Linked DNA regions of Neogale vison: region 1 is linked to region 2. A link is a contact called in public Hi-C data. All regions are on one chromosome and are shown on one strand. The core of a region is the stretch at or near the end of the contact, and the rest is flanking DNA. Distances in the headings are between cores, read along the strand shown. Region 1 holds the start of AAK1 (AP2-associated protein kinase 1). Region 2 holds the start of NFU1 (NFU1 iron-sulfur cluster scaffold homolog, mitochondrial).

Evidence for each region. Hi-C and Micro-C count contacts between places; a contact is called where the count stands out from the background.
Region 1: a Hi-C map of muscle shows a contact between it and region 2, with 5 times the contacts expected there. The contact joins the promoter of AAK1 here to the promoter of NFU1 in region 2. A contact is called at or near these places in 2 of 3 Hi-C or Micro-C datasets (fibroblasts and muscle).

Annotation. Positions count from the first base shown.
Region 1 is chr8:90,974,743-90,978,360 of ASM_NN_V1, forward strand. It overlaps AAK1 (AP2-associated protein kinase 1), which reads right to left and starts at 1,762. Exons shown (of 17, transcript XM_044261296.1): 1 at 1,600-1,762; 2 at 914-1,311. The coding sequence starts at 1,076.
Region 2 is chr8:90,786,412-90,790,191 of ASM_NN_V1, forward strand. NFU1 (NFU1 iron-sulfur cluster scaffold homolog, mitochondrial) reads right to left here and starts at 1,975. Exons shown (of 8, transcript XM_044261291.1): 1 at 1,891-1,975. The coding sequence starts at 1,952. It overlaps LOC122914952 (a long non-coding RNA gene), which reads left to right and starts at 2,187. Exons shown (of 2, transcript XR_006385978.1): 1 at 2,187-2,881.

The DNA of each region.
Region 1 (3,618 bases), core at 512-3,011, 190 kb after region 2:
CTGTGAAAAGTAAGGAGTCTGGCATAATTATGAAGGTCGAGGTTAAGGTTACCAAAAGATACATGCAAAGATTTCCAGAAAGCCTGGGGGATAAAAATATATATTTACATATCTATAGATACACAAATGAACACACATGGAGAGAATTTACACAGCAGATCTAAATAATATCTTTTACAATTGAGGAAAAACAAAAATCAGATGCCACTCTCAAGTAATTCTTTCGGCTAAAAAATAAAAATAAAAACTAAAACAGGAGGCAGAGGGGCCTAGTAGACCGGTTTCAAAATAACCACATTCATCTCGTGTAATTTCTGTTATCTTGGCTACATCCTGGGGACCTGATTATAGTTCGGTCAGGAAACAAAACTAGTCAAATCCACCAAGAGCCTTGGCTCTTAGAAAAACATATTCCCATTCTCTGAAAATCCTCTCTTCCTCCAATGCCTGCTCCTGGGAGTGGGAAAGTTGGGTAGAAGGAGAAACCCCTCTCTCTTCTTAAAGCTACTCCACCTCCACCCTTCAGCCCTCACATCACAATTTCAAGTTTAAGAAAGATGACAAGCCCAGCACCCTCATTTGATATGAAGCTTTACACTTCCACACATACGTTTTCTCATCTGATCCTTATAATTCAGTGAGGCAGACAAGAATTGGCTTGCCAATTTTTAAAGAAATAAAATGAAAGGCCACCGAGGTAAACAATTTCCAGCAACGTTCTTCCACCCCACAAGCCTGTCACTTCCAAATCTCAGTTTTAAATTTCTCAAGGACAATGATTCACTGAGCAAGGAGAGGGGGAAGGGAGGGTCAATTGGTCAAAACCCATTCATACACTGAACAACTAGAAACCAGTCTTGCTGCATCAGCATAAGATTTTAATTCATGGCACACTGAAAGAGTCCCACCATACCTTCCGCCAACACCTCGTCCACAGTGACCTGCTGTCGCCCAATGCCAAAGACCCTTCCGATGTAGCCACTGCCCAGGCCCGAGGTGCTGCCCCCACCTCCGCTGGAGCCGGAGCCCAGGCCAGAGCCGCCCTGCTCTCGCCGGGAGTCGAAAAACTTCTTCATCTTGCGAATAGGAAGCAGTAAAGCAAAATACCGACGGTTTCTGGATTTTTTTTTTTTTTTTTTTTTTAAAGAAAACAAGAGATCCAAGGATTTCTTCTCAGATTTCAGCTCGGAGAGGAGCCACCCGAATCCGGCCGTGGGGGTGGGGGCTGAGGGAGGATGCCTATAGGAATATGCGTGTCAATCGCGCCGCGGTCCCCTCCTCCTCAAGAGAGCGATTCGTGTAAGTTTAAACCTGTGATGACAGAAGAGAGAGAGGATGAATCAGTAACACACTTACGAATTCAACCGCTGAGTCCTAGAGAGAGCGAAAGCCATCATCCCGGGGAAACGCTCCGTGCATTTACCTAGCAAGAAAAACCCTGGGGCTGAAAACCCGGCAGAGCCCGGGACCCCTGTGCCCGCGGCTCGGAAAAAGGAAGGATTCGGCCGCCACGGCCAGCGCCGACCGAGCCGGGCACTGCCTCCCCCTCCTCCCGGGTCTCCCCGCCGCCCCAAAAGGCAGCATCCCCGCGGCACCCACTTGAGACGGCTCGGCGGCTGGCTCCCAGCTACCAGCCCTGCAACATTGTCACGGCCGCCGGGCCGGCCTGCGACGCGGAGAAGAGGCGGCGCTGCAGCGAAAGCCGGGGCAGCGTTCGGCGCCCGCCCGCCCGCCAGCTGATCCCCAGAGCGCCCAGCGGAGACTGACCCGCCGCCCCTCCCCCGCGCGCGCTCCCGCCCGGCTCCATCCACCCAACCAGGAAGTGAACCGCCGCCGGAAGTGCCTCTCGGGACGGCGCGGCGACGGGCCGAAGCCCTCCTGTTGCTGCCGCTCAGTCGCGACAGACGAAAAGGAGTCGTTGGAGAGAAGGGGACCCGGGAGGGGGGTGTCTCAGTGTGGAAAGAGTTTTGGAAAAGAACTCTTATCGCCCGGCCCGCATGGCACCATGGGAAAGGTAGTTCGGCGAAACCCAGCGGCTGGACTACAACTCCCAGGATGCCCCTGAATGAGCGAGCGAGGTGGCTGCGGTGGCCTCCTTGGCCTCTAAGGTGGTTAGTGGGGTGGTGCATTTGTGGGGATTCGGTTATTTAAACACATCCGGTAAAGAGACTGCCAGGGACTCGGAAACTGCTGCATGTTCCACCCTTTTGAGGCCATCTTATTTGCGGCTTGACCTCCCTGCACAAGGGATTCTGGGGGTTGTTGTTTCCAAAAGGATCGAGGCTGACACCTGAAGGACGCGGCTTAACCTCTTAGCCCCTAGCCTGTCCTGCGGAGCTTACCGACGTCACCTGGGCAGAAAGTGGAAGACGGGGTGATCGGGAGAATTTCACTGGCAGTTGGTACAAGGCCACACCCGAACGCCAACCCGAAGTGAAATCTGTGCCCTTCTGCCCGCAACCTCAAAAGCTGTTTTTGCTCCACTTGTTAATGAGAACTGCTCAGCGGTCAGCTCTGAGCTAGGCGCTGTGAGAAAGCTTAACAAGACAGTGTTTCGTCTGAGAATTGACAGGCGAGACTCAAACCGAGAAACTTAAGGGGATGTGTGCAGGGCAAATTCTAGGGTACCAGCAGATCCAAATCGCTGGCTCTGATCCCAAACTTCGGGACTGGGCTGCTGACAGTGACGCTAAATTCTTCCACCTTTGCTGATGCTATGGATGGGCCTGACCTTCACAGATCTTCCCTCACACAAGAACCCAAGGCTGATCTTCTTTATTTCTTTTTCACTTCAAGATTTCCTCCTTGATACTTAACATACAGATATCGCCTGAGTGCCCAAGTCCACTAGGTGGACAACGTGATTTTCATCTGCCAAATTTAGAAGATTTGGAAAGCCGGTTAGTACCCTTCTCCTTCCCTAGATTTCCTAATGGATGATGCTGAAAGTAGTTCCAAATCCCTGCCCCCGCTTCCCAAAAAATCCATGATTTTTCTAACCACCCGAATATAGGTTATTTCTCACTTCCACCCGCTCTGCCTAATTCTGCGACAGCACTCTTGGCTTGTAATTCATCCCAGAACTTTTTCAATAGGCATTTGAGGAGAGGACGGAGAGGTACTCCAGGGGAAAAAAAAAATGGTTCTTGCCTTCTCTAATCTGAATGTTGAACTGAGCGGAGACTGCTGCTTCTCCTTCCTCTTTTCCGTCCTCCTCTCTTCCTTCTCCTTTCCTCCTCCTCCCCTTCCCTTCCCCCACCCTCCTCCTCCTCCTTTTTCCCCTCCCCCTCCTTTTTTCAAGTAGTGCCTTTGTAAGTTAAGCTTCAAAATGTAGAGACAGCATTTTTTCTTCCAGAGGGAGTCAATGTTGTCACCTCTGTTCACGAATTCATGCAGCCACCTCCAGGGTGGAATGCAGCACCTGCCAGAACATTCCCTCAAAGAAAGCCCACAGAGGCATGTTCTCTGCACTTTCCTTAAAAGGTTAGATTTTGTCTTGAGGAAGTTTGGAATAGACCTGAAAATAGATGGGAAAGTTCATTGGGAATTAGATTCATTGACCTCCATCTTTATCTACATCTATTGATCTTGACTGATTTTTTTGAAGAGGTTCTGTTG
Region 2 (3,780 bases), core at 725-3,224:
TTCCAGGACCTGACCTGAGCCGAAGGCAGCGGCTTAACCCACTGAGCCACCCAGGCACCCCAATACTTCCTGTTTTGAAAGGTATTTCAATACTTCAAAAACTCTAACAGAAAGTGTACTATTCCCCTCCAAATTGCTAAAAAAAAAAAAAAAAAAAAAAAAAAAAAAAAAAAAAAAGCCAACAATCTATATATGCTTTTTGCCTGGAAACCTCTTAAGAGTGTTTGTAAGTTTGGTTATTTCACTGTAATAGAGAAGTAGTGATTGGCTATTTTGTCATGGCTTTGACAAATTAAAAATGAAGGGAGAAGGGGAAAGGGAAAGGAAAAAAAATTCAGTAGTGAAAAATTTTAGAAACCTGATGCAAACTACTTTAAAATCCAGGTTGTTTTTTTCTTTTCTTTTTTTTTTTAAGTAGGCTCCACACCCAACATGAAGCTCAATGCGGGGCTTGGAAGTCAGGATCCTGAGCAAAGATCAAGAGCCAGATGCTTAACCAACTGAGCCACCCAAGCACCCCAAAATCCAATTTAAAATACACTGCTATCATTACAATTTTCATTTCACATAAGTCACTGAAGAATTTTAAATACATATGATCACTTAAAAACTTTCTCTGATTACTTTTATCTCCAAAAACCTAAGGAAAAGGAGCATCTGCATTTCTGTGACCCTCAGCAGCCAGAAGGATGGCCTCAGTTACTCCACTTTACAATGAATATTCACAGCTACCTTTAAGACTGGGCCAAAGAGGGACCCAGATAATCCATGTAAAGTGCTTAAAACAGTGCCAAGCACTTAGAGCAAGAGTTCATAAATGTTAGCTACTAGTAATATTATGTGATAGGTGCCCACTAATTAATTACTGAATGAAGTTTAAGGTTTAGGGGGAAAACATTTTTATCTATAGCTCACTGCCTAAATCTCGACTACACTGGAATATGGAAATACACTGGAGACCAGTATTCTCTTCCCTTCAGCCTAAGGAAGAAGCCCCAGAATGGATGAATATGGTACAGAGATGGGTTTAAAGTGACAAAATAGTGATGGTGAGTTGCATTATTCCAGTAAGACATCTATCCAAATCTAACAGAGGGGGCCAGGAGGTGACTAACAAAAAAAATCTTCCAGCAAACTTAATGCATTTACATTTCAAGGGCATCATTTGCACTGAAACTCCTTAATATTCACTAGGTGAAACCTTGTTAGGCCCTTTTGTCCTTTTGTTCCAGAAGCAAAATCGAGGTACAGTACCTATTTAAGTCATCATTCCTTATCACCTAACCAACACTGACAGATGTCAGTGCCGGGAGGCCAGACTCAAAGGCAGCTTGCACAGAAGAGGGGGAAACAAGAGAACAGAGTGGGTTTAGGGGATGGCGAGGAAATCTAGGGGTCTGGATTCTTATCAGAGTTCCATCACTTAAACGTTGTGTAACCTCATACACGTCGCGTCCCCTTTCTGGGCCTACAGAGAAAAGGAGGAAATGAGATGAGGTATCCACTCCCACTCTGCAGACATTCTGATTTGTGTTTAAAAAGCAGAGGGAATGCACGGGATGGAAACACTGGAGGGGCCACACGATTTTAAAAAGCAGCTCCCCCGTGGGGTGTCTGCAGCCTGGCTTTGCAGGCCTCTGCAAACCCGACTCCGCGCCGGGTTTCAGAGCCTCCCACGAGGCGCTTGCAGATCCCGCCCGAACTCGGAGCGCCGAGCCGGTTCAAGGAGAGCCGCCCTCCGCAGGGCGAAACCCCAATGGCAGGGACGGGGGCGGACCCAAAAGCTCGGTAAGGGGCACTTCTCCCCGCCCCAACGGGGCATGTGAGGGGGCTGACCGCTCTGCTAAGCCCAGCGGTACCCCGGTGCGGAGCTCGTAGCTCGTCACCTACCGCCTACGCAGCCCCGCAGCAGCAACCGCCGCTCCGCAGCGTAGCCGGGCCGCAGTTGCCATCTTTGTCCGAGTGCGCAGCCGTGGGTGAGCGCTCCCGCTTCGCCGAGCGGCGGAAGCCCCGCGCAGGCGCAGGCCGACCGGGAGGTGGACGGGCTCCGCGGAGAGTGTACCCTGCCGGCCGCTGGCGGCGCTGCTCACGTTGAGCAGAAGCAGGCGCCCGGCGCCGGGCACCTTTGCCCACCTGCGCAGTAAGCCTGCACCAGGGCGGGGGAAGTCCCGGAGACGTTTGCGCAGGCGCCCTCGGTAAGACACGCGGGACTCGGCGCGCCCGCGGAGCGCTGCATCACCTTTCCTTCTTGATGGGTGCTGTGCTTACAGGGACGAAGGCCGGCAGGTGGAATGCTGTTCCCCATCCCTAAACCAGCCACAGGGCCACATGGAGGATCCTAGCTCGCTCTCCAGGTCCAGCTCAGTGGCTGCTTCCAAAGACTCCCTGGAGCATCTCCTTGGCTCTCCTTTAGCCAGCAGGATGCCTGCCCTTCTCCCGTGGGGCTGAGGTGGATCTTACCCTTCTGTTAGGCTGTGCTTATAGACCCTGTCCTCTTGGACCAGCCCCCAGGGAGGACTTACCTGCGGTGCTGCCCTTTGCTGTCTAAGCATAAGTATTGGACTAGTTTCCAGAACGAAGTACAAACCATTCTTCCAGAACCTTTCTTGAATATTCCTCTTTCTCTAGGACTGCGGTTCGGACTGGGGGGCAGCAGCAGATGGGGACATATTGGAAACGCAAATTAGCGGGCCCCGCCGTAAACTTACTGAATCAGTCTCTGAAGGTGGGGTCTAGTCATCCTTTGTTTGCTTTTAAGATTTTATTTATTTCAGAGGAGAGCGCGATCGAGCACGAGCAGCGTGAGGGGCAGAAGAACAGACCCTAATAATCCGTTTTAATACTACCTGCAGGAAAAATGTGAGAACCACTGCTCTAGAAGGTAAGCACAGTACTGGTTTCTGGACTAGAAACAACACACCTGTTGTTGGACAGATTGAAGACACACCCAATATAATCTTGGTGGTTTCTGTGGCCCAGAGAAGTGTCTAAAGGGGTTGGGTGCGGGCTGCAGGCCTGTGCAGAATGTGGGCTTGGACACTGAGCAGGCCATGGCTCCGGAGTACAGTTTACATTCTGAAGGCTCTTCCCTACAGAACCAAATGGCATAAAAAGAGTTTTAATCTTTTATTTGTTTATTTTTTAACATTTTGTTTATTTGAGAGAGGAAGAGAGGGGTCGTGATCTCAGGGTCCTGGGATCGAGTCCCGCGTCGGGCTCTCTGCTCGGCGGGGAGCCTCCTTCCCTCTCTCTCTCTCTCTCTGCCTGCCTCTCCGACTACTTGTGATTTCTCTCTGTCAAATAAATAAATAAAATCTTGAGAGAGGAAGAGAGGATGAGAGGGGGAAGGTCAGAGGGAGAAGCAGACTCCCCTCTGAGCATGGAGCCTGATGTGGGCCTGGATCCCTGGGACTATAGGATCATGACCCCAGTGGAAGGCAGTTGCTCAACCAGTGGAGCCACCCAGATGCCGCAGAGTTTTAATCTCTTAACACTTCTAATCTTTAGTTTTTCACCTCTCATTCCTGAAACCACACTTCTCAAATTATTTTTGAGAATAATATGTCCCAAGTTATTTCTGACCTCAGGGCCTTTGCATAAATTGCTCCCCTTATGGGGAATACCTTCTCCCCCTGCCAGCCTCTTTTTTTTTCCTCTTCCCCTCATTTTTCCTTGAATTGCTCCTATTAATTCCCCCATGTCTGAATATAAGGTAGGGATATTCTCCTTAAATATCCTACCTTAGGGGGCCTTTTCTAACACCTCTTTTCATCCCCATCC